4 separate regions of the Mus musculus genome follow, and all the other regions are linked to region 4. The links are chromatin contacts, called in public promoter capture Hi-C maps. All regions are on one chromosome and are shown on one strand. The core of a region is the stretch at or near the end of the contact, and the rest is flanking DNA. Distances in the headings are between cores, read along the strand shown. Region 1 holds the start of Gatd1 (glutamine amidotransferase like class 1 domain containing 1). Region 2 holds the start of Pidd1 (p53 induced death domain protein 1). Region 3 holds the start of Ebf3 (early B cell factor 3). Region 4 holds the start of Inpp5a (inositol polyphosphate-5-phosphatase A).

Region 1 (2,700 bases), core at 144-2,643, 2.0 Mb after region 4:
ACTTTTTAAAAGATTTATTTATTTACTTTATGTATATGAGTACACACTGAAGCTGTACAGATGGTTGTGAGCCTTCATCTGGTTGTTGAGAATTGAATTTAGGACCTCTGCTCACTCCAGTCCAAAGGTTTATTTGTTATTATAAATAAGTACATTGTAGCTGTCTTCAGACCAAATGGTTGCTCTCTCCCATCCTGGTCTTAAGACACCCTGTGGGTCTTAAGACACTCCAGAAGAGGGAGTCAGATCTTGTTAAGGATGGTTGTGAGGTTGTTGGGATTTGAACTCAGGACCTTCGGAAGAGCAGTCAGTGTTCTTATCCGCTGAGCCTTCTCACCAGCCCCCTAGCATTTTTTTAAAGACAGCATCTCATGTAGCCATTGCCCTCTCTATCCTCCTGCCTCCAACTCTGACACTAGGCTTTTGGCTTGTGGATTTTGTTTTGGTTAATATTTTGAGTCAGACCTCACTGTGTACTCCTGCTAGCCTGGAACTTGCTATATAAGTTCCAGACGGGCTCAAACTCCTGGAGATCCATCTGCCTCTGCCTCCTGAGTGCTGGGATTAAAGATAATTTTTAGCTTCTCAATCCCTCACTTTCCGACTCTCAAGGAAGGCCTACCTAGGAGCTGCTGTAGATTCTCTTTTACCTCTATTCCAGGGAGGAGCAGCACCCTCAGGCCCCTCCCACCCTCACCTGGGACGCTTCAGTGTGGAACCCAGAAATTCATCAGTCCAAGATCCCGACGTACCCTCGCGCTCACACCCACTTGCAGAGGTCTATAGGAATCCAGAGGGAAACCCCGGGCCGCAGCCCTGGGCTCCACCTCCCCACAGAGACTATCTCGGGCCAGTCGGTTCCCTAAGGACCCGTGAAGTAATCATCTGCCCAGCGCCCCTGACACACACCGGGCAGTTGGAACATGAAGCCAACAGACCCCTTCTGCGTGAGGGTCCCTTTTATGCAGCTCTTTCGAGCAACCTCTTTCAGGATCGCTTCCTGGAGGTGCACGAAGATAAACCCAAGATAGGGGGTAACAGAGAGGCAGAAAACACGGGCAGAGAGAGTACCAAGCCCCTGCGGCTCACTCGGGGGCAGGGTCATCTCTGCAGCCGCTGACCGTCCCTGTCTGCCAGCGCAGACAACATAGTAGGCCTGCGCCAGAGAAACAGATGCAGGGTCCCAGAATCTCAACTCCACAAACACAAACGTTTGCCCAGAGTCAGGACTGCAGGCCAGTGAGCTACACAGCTGCCCTGCGCGCCTCACCTTCGGAAGCGCCGCTGGCCACCAGGAGACACGCAGGCCTGCTTGGCAGCCGCTCGGACGCCATGGCTACAGCCCAGGCGGATATTTGTGCGAGGGATGGGGCGGGGCGGGGCTCGCCTGCAGAGAGCGGAATGCGCATGCGTGAGGCACGAAGGGCGGGGCTCGCCGGCAGGGTGCAAGGTGGGGTGGGAGAAACAACGCGGAAATTGAGTGAAGATGGGGGCAGTTTGCGCATGCGCATGGGGTAGTGGTTGAGTGGCAAGCATGCGAGGGGCGGGGACTGAGCGGGGGCGGAGCGGGGCGGAGCGGGGCGGGGGTTGGAGGCGGAGGCGGGGGAGGATACGCCCTGGGTCCCTGAGTGGTCGTTTCCTGATTGGAAGCCACCGGTACAGACTTGTGGCCCTAGGGCACATCAATTAAACCCAGTGGGCCGGGTAGATGTTTCCGAGTCCGAGTCTACCACAGAGCTACTACGCCTTGGGCCTTTGCCCGAAAGTTGAGCCTGGCTAAGTGTGTCAGGGAGCGATGACCGGTCGGGCGGACAGGGTGAGGGGCACAGAGTTGGGTCGTATGTGGGCGGGTCTTCCTCTGCCGGTTTGTGAAGATCCAGAAGATACCTGGGTCGGTTGAGTTTTGTATGTTCCTATAGAGGATGGAATGTCACTTCCTGAGCTGTGGACGCCTCTGGAGGTTCTGTTGAGTTTCCTGAGGAAAAGACCAGATTGGGGAGGCCAACCTGTATCTAAAGCGATTTACTTCTGTGGGACTCCTGCTGGGGCTTAGGAAAAGGAACCTGGAGCCCAGGATTGTGTGTTGTCTGAGTGGCGACTTTTGAAGATTCACAAGCCACAAGCTTGACTAGCCATCCTTATTAAATCCCCATCTATTGACATGAAACCCTGAAATTGAAGGGGTCAGATTGGCTAGTGTCCACATACTCACACAGTTCCACCTTTGTGCTGCCTCCAGAGTAACATTAAGGCACCAGAAGTGGCAGAGCCAGCAGTAAGCTTGAGTCTTGTGGAGAAAAGTATTTATATTGAATTCAACGCCCAGGTATTAGATATAATTTTGTAAAGAGACTACCATTCCAGGGAAATGTATAGACAGGGCAAATTTTACCCTTGAGGAAGAGTGTGCTGGAGAAAATGGTGAACAGCACCCCAAGACAGGAAGAGCATTTGATTTTGTTTTAACTCAGGTGGTGGCTGTTTCTTTTGCCCACTGACTGGAGTCCGACCTCACAATCTTATTAACTAGTCGGGAAAGACTCAACATACAAGAAATGGAGGAGGGGAAAGCAGTCCCTGACTGAAGGAGAATCACTGTTCCAGGCTAGTATAGAGAAATACACCTTTGGGTAAACAAAGCTTTTACTAGGTGGAAAGGATTAAACATTTGCATAAAAGTCTTACAAGGTGAAGGAGATA
Region 2 (2,752 bases), core at 83-2,582, 2.1 Mb after region 4:
CATCACCCCAGGAAAACTGGGATCTACAGAGACCCGGCTGGGCACATTCAGGGTTCTAGGCTCAGGAGACAGAGCCCAGCGAGCCTCACTTTGGGGGAGGAAGGTGATAGGGCTAAGGACAAGGGACAGTTGTGGGGTAGGGGTTCACACCTGATGTGCGGGGAGAAGAGAGGTTTGGAGTTAGGGCTGGGACAAGGATGGCCTTTGTGTCCAAGAAGTAGAGTCAAAGCTGGACAGAGATGAGGACAGGGTCAGGAAGGAGCAAGGGTACTCACCTTTGAGGACCAGGGAGCGAAGGCGCAGCAGACTCCACGGAACCTTGGCTAGGGTGTCATCCAGCAGCTGAGGGTCCTCATGGGTGCTGAGCCGCAAAAACTCCACTTGCAGCAGCTGTGGGGGCTGCTGGGAACACAGGTACTGTAGCCGATGGCAGCCCCCTGGGCGTAGGTCCAAGTTCAACTGGTTCCCAGCCGGGAGAAAAGGTGCTCCAGGCCCGGCATCCACAGCCTCCAAGGTGGATGTTGCAGCATCCTCTGCAGCAGCTGCAGTTTCCTCCGGCTCCTGCCCCTCCAACACTGCAGCCATCACCCATGGAAGGTCCTCGGGGACCAGACATGTCCCAGCTTGCCAAGCAAGCCTGCTTAGGCAAGGCTGATAGAAGCTGGAGAAGCAGGGGGAGGAGTAGGCTGTAGGGGACCAGCTCCCCCTCCAGGTCAGAGCAACAATAACTCAGCTTGGAAACCCGGGAGCTCTTGAGACCACCAGCCCAAGAACCCTGGGCACAAGGGGTAGTGAGTGGAGTGGTCACTGCAGCCCTACGGCTTGCATCTGTGCTGGATCCTTCTGCCTGGGAGGGGCACCAGGCAGGGCGACTCTGAACAGCATAGCTTGGAGAACTCTGCTTAGATCAAGGACAAGGAGAGGGTTTCCACCTCAATTCTGGAATCTGCCCAAGTGATCCCTGATCCCTACAGGGCTCTGGAAATAAGGACACACTTTCTATCTTCACACCCAAATGCATGGGGAGAACCCAGAACCTTCTTCCACTGCAGACGTTCACTGTGCCCGAGAGGGTCAGTAAACAGTGCGAAGGGGAGCCAAGAGGACTTTGGGGTTCTTGTGCTAGGGTCCCATATCGCGGTCCCTAGTAGACACTCTTGAGCCACAATTCCCAATTCACACCTCCGTCAAATGGGGAAAGCAGAGGGGGTCTCGGTAGGTGAGGAATCGCTTTGGTCCCGCCTCTGGAGCAAACTTCCCGCCTCCCATTGAGTACCTGCCACGCTGATCTCCCCGCCAGTCTAGGCGCGCTCTGTGCTGCCTTCCCGCCGGCGCGCTTCCGGGCGGGCCACCCGTCGGGCTCCGCCCCTCCGGGCTAGCCAGTAGGAATTCTCCGAGGTTCTTATGGCTCCTTCCTTTTCTGTTGTTCGCACTAAGGGAAGCCGGTGACCCGCAGGAAAACTTACACTTTCAGATCTCTGCAACCCCAGACCTGTGGTGGCACTGCATAGTCTGGGTCTCAAGTGCATTCTAAGACAGGAATTTTGGGTTAACAGAGTATTGTCACACTCCTTGCTAGAAGCTAGAACCTTGAATGCTGGCTTCCTGGGGGGAACCGCTCTAGGAAAGTAGTTCTCAGTCTGTAGGTCGCGACCCCTTTGACAAACTTATATCTCCAAAAGATATTTACACTGTGATTCATAACTAGCAAAATTACAGTGATGAAGTAGCAGGAATAATTTCATGGTTGGGGTCACCACATCATGGGAACTGTCAAAGCATTAGGAAGGTTGAGACTCAGAGTCTCCAGGACTTCCATCTCAGGCTTTGCAGTGAAGTCCAGCTTATTGGAGCTAACCATTGATCATTACTGTGGGCCAACTCCCTACCTAGGCAGTGAGTTGCCTGGCTTTTCCTCCCTGACTTAGGTGGGTCTCAACACAAACAAACTTGAGATAGAAGTTCTTGCCTGCTGGGCGTGGTGGGCACTTCTTTAATCCCAGCACTCGGGAGTTCGAGGCCAGCCTGGTCTACAAAGTGAGTTCCAGAACAACCAGGGCTATACAGAGAAACCCTGTCTAGAAAAACCAAAAAAGAACTTGCCTAAGTCCTTTAGTTGATTAATATTGAAGCCAACACCCAGAATCCTCAGTGGAGCTGGTGGACTGGAAATGACCAAGTGACTGTTCTACAGTCTAAGTGATGGGCAAGCTTCCTGCAAGGCCTCTCTGCTTCCATTCTAGCACCTGCCTCTTTCTCACTGTTTCCATAAAGGTGCCAGATGGTGCTTTATAAAAACCAGCCCCAGGGGCTTAGTCTAATTGTGCTCACCTCAAGTGCAGTGCCTTTCTGAGATGGGAGAACTGCTGCCCCGGGCTGCACAGCAAGACCTGTCTCAAAAGCAATCATCCTAGGAATATTCCTTAAGTTTATATTAATGAGCATGGTGGTATTTGCCTTTAATCTGCAAATGAGCTCTTCACCATTGAGCCATCTCTCCAGCTATTTTGGGTATTATTTTACAGTTAAAAAAAAAAAAATCACAGCCGGGCAGTGATGGCACACACCTTTAATCCCAGCACTTGGGAGGCAGAGGCAGGCGAATTTCTGAGTTGGAGGCCAGCCTGGTCTACAAAGTGAGTGCCAGGACAGCCAGGGCTACACAGAGAAACCCTGTCTCGAAAAACCAAAAAATAAAAATAAGTAAAATTCACGACAGTTGGTGGTGGCTAATGCCTTTAATCCTAGCACT
Region 3 (2,700 bases), core at 28-2,527, 2.1 Mb before region 4:
GATAAATAATTGCATTTAGCGTGGCCGCGTCTGGCGCGGTCACCGCGCTCGGTCCCCCTCCAGGACCGAGGCCCCTCGGCCTCACACGCTGCAGGCAGGATTCCTGGCTCGCAGCTACGCGGTGATGTCACTTTTCCTGCCGCAAGCCCAGCGTTCCCCCTCGCCCCCAGTGAGTCCGAGGGCACAGAGAAGTTGTTCGGCCCTTGGCGGGGCCTGTGCGACCGCACGTGGCGGCGGGGTCGCCCGGCGGAGCGCTCCCGCCACCGAGGGGGGCACTCGGACCCCATGCGCGGGCACCAACTGCCCCCTACTCCTGGAGAGGGAGGGTGCGATCGCCGGTGTACACTTACTTTCTCTTTCTCCACAAAGTCCACAAAAGCGGTCCTTTCGATCTCCACCGGCTGCCCCTGCCTGTCGTAGAGCGCCAGCACGAAGTGGAAGAAATTGGATTTCCGGAGGTTGGAAGGAGGCTGCTTCTCGAAGTGCGCCCGCGCCAGCCCCACGCCGCTGCAGGAGGAAAGGGACAGCGGCCCGGTGAGCAGCGCGGCGCTGGCCGGAGGAGGGGGCCGGGCCGGGCCGGGGCCAAGGCGCGCGGGGGCGGCCGGTACGTACCTCTGGGCGGCCGTGTTGGCGTCCACCACGCCTGCCGTGTGCATCCACGAGCGCACCGGGTTCATGCCGCTGCCCAGCGGCTCCTCCTTCATGGTCGTCCCCCCGCGCGGAATATTCTCCTGAATCCCAAACATGAACACTGCTGGCGGCGGCCGCGACTCCCGGCCGAAAGCGCGTCCGCGGTCGGCGGCGCTCGGGGCTCGGCGGCAGGAGGCTGCCCTGGCCGCCCTGGCCCTGCTCGGCGCCTGCGGTGCGGCCCGCCGCCGGCTTCAGCCCGTCCCGGGCAGGCGCCGCATACACCGGCGGCCGGGCGCTGCGGACGGCCGGGGACGCGGGCGGGCTGCACCGGTGGCGACGCGACGCTTCGGAGGAGCAGGGCGCGGTGGACGCGGTGGCCGCGGCGGCGCTTGTTGTTGTTGTTGTTTGCAGGCGCGCTCAACGTGGTGTCATCCTAGCCAGGCGGCGTCCGCGGCTGCAGGACACTGCGGGATCGCCCGCTTCTGGCGCGGCCCGCCTGCTCCAAAGACAAATAAACGGGGCAGTGAGTGCCGCGGCGCAGTCCCGGGCGCAGGCGGGGCGCGGCGGGGCCTGGAGCGGCGCGCGCAGCGGACGGAGGCGCACAAAACTCAGCCCTCTCTCCCCGAGGAATGGACCCTTTCCCGGGAGCCAAAACTCGAAGCCCCCGGGAGCGGCGCTGTCAGAGGGTGACGTCGGGGGGCGGCGCCTGCGCCATATATGGGAGCGGCCGCCCCTCGCCGCGCCCCTCGCCGCCGCCGCCGCCGCGCTCGCCGACTGACTGCCTGACGGCGCCGCGAGCCGGCCCGAGCCCCGCGAGCCCAGCGAGCCCCGCCGCCTCCGAGCGCCACCGAGCGCCACCACCGCCCCCGGCCACGCGCCACGGCTCCACAAGCCCAGCCGCGGCCGAGGAAGTTACCACCCGCTCAAATAAATCTCGCAAAGAAGCGAGCGCAGCCAGTGCATAAGTGCTGCTTGGCCCGTTATACCTGCCCACAAGACCTGCCACACAGTCAAAACACCGTGGGTCGGAGGAGGAGCGCCCCAAGTCGCCCACACGCATGCAATAAATACCAGGGCAGCACTGGCTCTGGGGTGTCCCAAAGAGAACAGCAGGAAGAGGCTGGAAAGGCGCGCGGGAGGAGATTCCAGGAGAGGGAGGGACAACAAGGGGCTGGGAGAAGAGGGTACCTAATGCCCCTTCTAGGGATCCACACTCCCTGCCGCCACCAGGGCAAGAGGCGCAGCTCAGTCTGATTTCTAGGCAGACCTAAGGCTGCTGAAGGGCCAGTGTGCCCACATCTGAGCCCCGCTGGGTGTCCCATGCTTTCTACCCCGGCAAAGCCTGCTGAATACAGGGCCGGGGTCCACGTCGGAGACAGGTTCCTCCAGATGCCCCCTCTCCCTCCGGTGGCCACAGGAGTTTCGGGTCCCTGGCCTGTTCTTGGGTGCGGCAGTGACAAAGAAGGCTGGGCCCTCTCTGGGCCGACGGAAAGAGCGCTCAGCCTCTCCGGCGACCCGGAGCTGGTGTCCAGCCTGTTACATGGTCCGTGCGGTGGCCAGATCTCCCCACCTCCAACCGCCTGAAAAGCAGAGCAGACACTGCGGGCGCCAGGGACCCTGCCCTCTGCGCCTCCCAGCCTGGGTGAGCGCGCGCCCTGCGGCTTCCCGACCTGGTTTCGAGGAACCGGGAGGGCAGCTGGGAGCCGGCAGCGCGTGGGCTCGGAGGCCCAGCTCGGGAGGCCCGGATTCGGTTCCCAGGCGCTCGGCCCACCCAAAGGAGATCTGTGCGACGCGCGACAGAGGCCCAAGGGACGACCTGGAGATGTCCCAGGCTCTTTCCTGCCACGAGAAATAAGGCCCTTCTGGTTTTAAAAGAAGAAGAAAAAGAAAAGGTTTCTGGGCGCAAGTGTCGCAGGGCAGCCTCTTCCCGCCGGGCCTGGGGTAGCTCTTCCTTTTTTTGTGAATTGGTGGTGTGTGTGCGTTAATATTTTAATTAATCGGGAAAATCGAAGTCCGATTTACGTTATCTGGGGACCCCCCACACGCTACTTGGAAGGGGTGAGAGAAAAG
Region 4 (2,789 bases), core at 190-2,689:
TCATGACCCGAATTCAAATCCCAGAACCCATGCTATAAGAAGAGAACTGATAATTGCAACCTGTTTTCTGTAGCGTGTGTGTCTGAACCAATGCACACCATACATACAAACTAAATACAAAATTAAAGAATGAACCCACCAGAAGAACTGTCGTTGCAAACAGGGTTCTAGTATGTCTGTAGTACTGTTTCTTTGGATGCCTCCTCGCAGGCTACAGCGCAGCAGCCCCACTGGACAGGGCTTTCTGGAGGCCTAGACTAGCAAGGGTTACCCAGCTCACTATATGTTCCCTACCAGCCCCGTCCCACCTCCAGGAACAACTGACTCTATCTCAGAGAAATTTCTTGATTCCTTCTACATGTAGGACTGATTCTGTTCTTCTAACTAGCATACCTCCCTGCCCCCCACCTCCAGCTCTCTCTGGTGGCTAAAATTCCCGGACTGACCACATCCCCCACCTTGGGAACTGTCCTTGGGTGTGGCATGGGGGCCACAGCTGGCTATCCAAACACCTAATCTGAACTTTTTCTTTTTTAGGTGGGAGGGGCGGGGTATGGTCTCAAGCTAGTTTAGGTTGCTATGAGTTCAGGTTGGCCTCGAACTCATAGCAATCCTGCCACAACTTCCGAGTACTGGGATTACAGGAGTACATCAATACGCTTGCTTCTTAAAAGGATTTATTAGTTTTCTGTTTTTGGATGCCAACAGCTTTCTGTTTTGTAAGCAAAGTCCTATATAAGGAACTGGGTGGACGTGTTAGGAAATTGCAAAATCCCATACACTTGATCTGCAGACCCACTCTTTGCAGACCCAGAGCTGGGACTGGAGGAGGCTCCTCCTTAATTCTCCGTGGCCCTGCTCCCTCCCACGGTCCGCCTACGTCAGACTCCCCGTACCGGCGAGGGCCTGGACCCAGGCTGAAGACCGGTTCCACATCGGGGGGGGGGGATGGGGGGCCAGGACAGAGGTTCCAAGGATCTCCAGGGCTCCCAACAAGAAGGCGGGCTGTAGTCGTCCAAACTCGCGGCTCCTTTAAGAAGCGCTTTGGTAACAGGGTCGTGACGTCATGGGAGTGGAGGGTGGAATATGCGCGTAACCGCGGCAGGGCGGGGCAAAGCCAGGGGAGGACTCAGGGGCCTGACTGACAGGAATGCCCCATATGCCCGCCTCTCCCCTCCTCCATCTGGTGTTGGCTCCGCCCCACCCTAGGCTTAGCTCCTGTGAGCAGGCCCGCCCCTGCACAAACCCCACCCCCAGCCTGACTCAGGCTCGAGAACCCGCCCTTCCAGTGGACCCGGAGCCAGGGAGCCTAAGACCCAAGTCTGTAGATTGTGTGCAGGCCCCGCCCCATAGGGAGGCCCCACCCCCGGCGCGACCGACAGCCCCGCCTTCTAGGGTCCCACCTCCTGTGGGGCGGGACTTGTCCCAGCCGGAGTCGGCGGCGGCGGCTGCGGGAACTTTCCCGGCGGGTCTAATGGCTGCGCGCGGGCCGCTGTGAGGCGCGGCGGCGAGCGGGCGCGGGGCCGCGGAGCAGCGAAGAGCCGCGACCGCGAGGCTGGAGCCCCGGCCAGGCCCGGTCCGACCCGCCAAGCCCGCGATGCGCCCCTGTGCTGTCCCCCGGCGCAGCTGACGCCCCGCGGCCCCGCGAGACCCCAGCCCTACCGGCCCCGCAGGAAGCGGCCGCCGCCACCCAGTCCAGAGCCCGCTCCGCCCGGGCACCATGGCGGGGAAGGCGGCCGCCCCCGGCACCGCGGTCCTGCTGGTCACGGCCAACGTGGGCTCGCTCTTCGACGACGTAAGTGCCGCGCCGTCGGCTAGGGAGGGGCGGTTACGGGCTAGGAGTCTCCCAGCCCGGGACCCTGACATCCCCATTTTCAGTTGGAGACCCTAAATTCCGGCCCCTACAGCGTCTTCTATAGCCGCGGACTCCGGGCCAGTTGTCTTTGGGACGTGTGACTCTGATGCCCCCTACCCACAGCTGGAGACTCCGACCAGGATTTTCCCAAGCCCCAGACAGACCCTGACCCCATAGCAGGGGGGTACCCTAGGCCAGGAAACTTCCAGCTACACACTCGGGACCTTAACACCGCTTTTCTGGTACCCGAGGCCAAACTCGAAGACTCAGTTTTTGAACCCCTGTCTTAACCCATACTACAGGAACCCAGACTCAGTCCAGATCCTTGAATCCTGATGCTGGTTCCTTGCTTTGCTCCCAAGACAGCAAATCCCTATCTTTTTCCTGCCTTGGAACTCCAGAGCCACAAGTACTGACCTGGAATTTTGACCCAGAATCCTGATACTTGGATGTCCTGGCTTCCAAACCCAAGCATACGCTGACCCCAGGTTTTCTGATTCACCCCCTGGCCCCCAGTCTCTGACTCTGATCCCCCAAGTCTGATTTCTGGTTCCAGAAACCCAGCTTTCAAAAATTTTGGTCCTGTTCCTCTCAACCCATACCACACTGACCCTGAACTCTGAGTCTCTACCCTAAAACCTCAGATCCTACACCTACTCTTGGCCCCAGAGTGAGGTCCCTGCCTCTAATTCTACACCCCATCTCCCATCCCCGAACCTTCCTCCCAATAGACCTCAGTCCCAAACCTTGAGCTCCATCATCTGAGTCCTGGTACCTATATCCCATCCCTTGGTCTTGTCTTCTGAGGGGCCTGAGGCGTGAGGCACCTCATTTTGCCATGTAACTTGCAATAGCACTAGTTCTCAAATGAGGTAGCTCTCTTCAAGCCTTGGGGGACTTTATATTCCTGTTTACTAAATGAGAAGGTGCTGAA

The links. Promoter capture Hi-C pulls out the DNA fragments that hold promoters and counts their contacts.
Region 1: a contact with region 4 is called in a promoter capture Hi-C map of pre-B cells, with 8 times the contacts expected there. The contact joins the promoter of Gatd1 here to the promoter of Inpp5a in region 4. A contact is called at or near these places in 2 of 39 promoter capture datasets (cranial neural crest and pre-B cells).
Region 2: a promoter capture Hi-C map of pre-B cells shows a contact between it and region 4, with 4 times the contacts expected there. The contact joins the promoter of Pidd1 here to the promoter of Inpp5a in region 4. A contact is called at or near these places in 2 of 39 promoter capture datasets (pre-B cells and second pharyngeal arch cranial neural crest).
Region 3: a contact with region 4 is called in a promoter capture Hi-C map of pre-B cells, with 2.1 times the contacts expected there. The contact joins the promoter of Ebf3 here to the promoter of Inpp5a in region 4. A contact is called at or near these places in 2 of 39 promoter capture datasets (embryonic stem cells and pre-B cells).

What each region holds. Positions count from the first base shown.
Region 1 is chr7:141,412,732-141,415,431 of GRCm38.p6, forward strand. It overlaps Gatd1 (glutamine amidotransferase like class 1 domain containing 1), which reads right to left and starts at 1,394. Exons shown (of 8, transcript NM_172116.4): 1 at 1,271-1,394. The coding sequence starts at 1,334.
Region 2 is chr7:141,442,693-141,445,444 of GRCm38.p6, forward strand. Pidd1 (p53 induced death domain protein 1) reads right to left here and starts at 1,333. Exons shown (of 16, transcript NM_022654.2): 1 at 1,277-1,333; 2 at 276-661. The coding sequence starts at 585.
Region 3 is chr7:137,313,168-137,315,867 of GRCm38.p6, forward strand. It overlaps Ebf3 (early B cell factor 3), which reads right to left and starts at 1,278. Exons shown (of 16, transcript NM_001113414.1): 1 at 613-1,278; 2 at 351-507. The coding sequence starts at 746.
Region 4 is chr7:139,387,670-139,390,458 of GRCm38.p6, forward strand. It overlaps Inpp5a (inositol polyphosphate-5-phosphatase A), which reads left to right and starts at 1,440. Exons shown (of 16, transcript NM_001127363.1): 1 at 1,440-1,795. The coding sequence starts at 1,721. Gm46004 (a long non-coding RNA gene) reads right to left here and starts at 1,478. Exons shown (of 2, transcript XR_001778314.2): 1 at 897-1,478.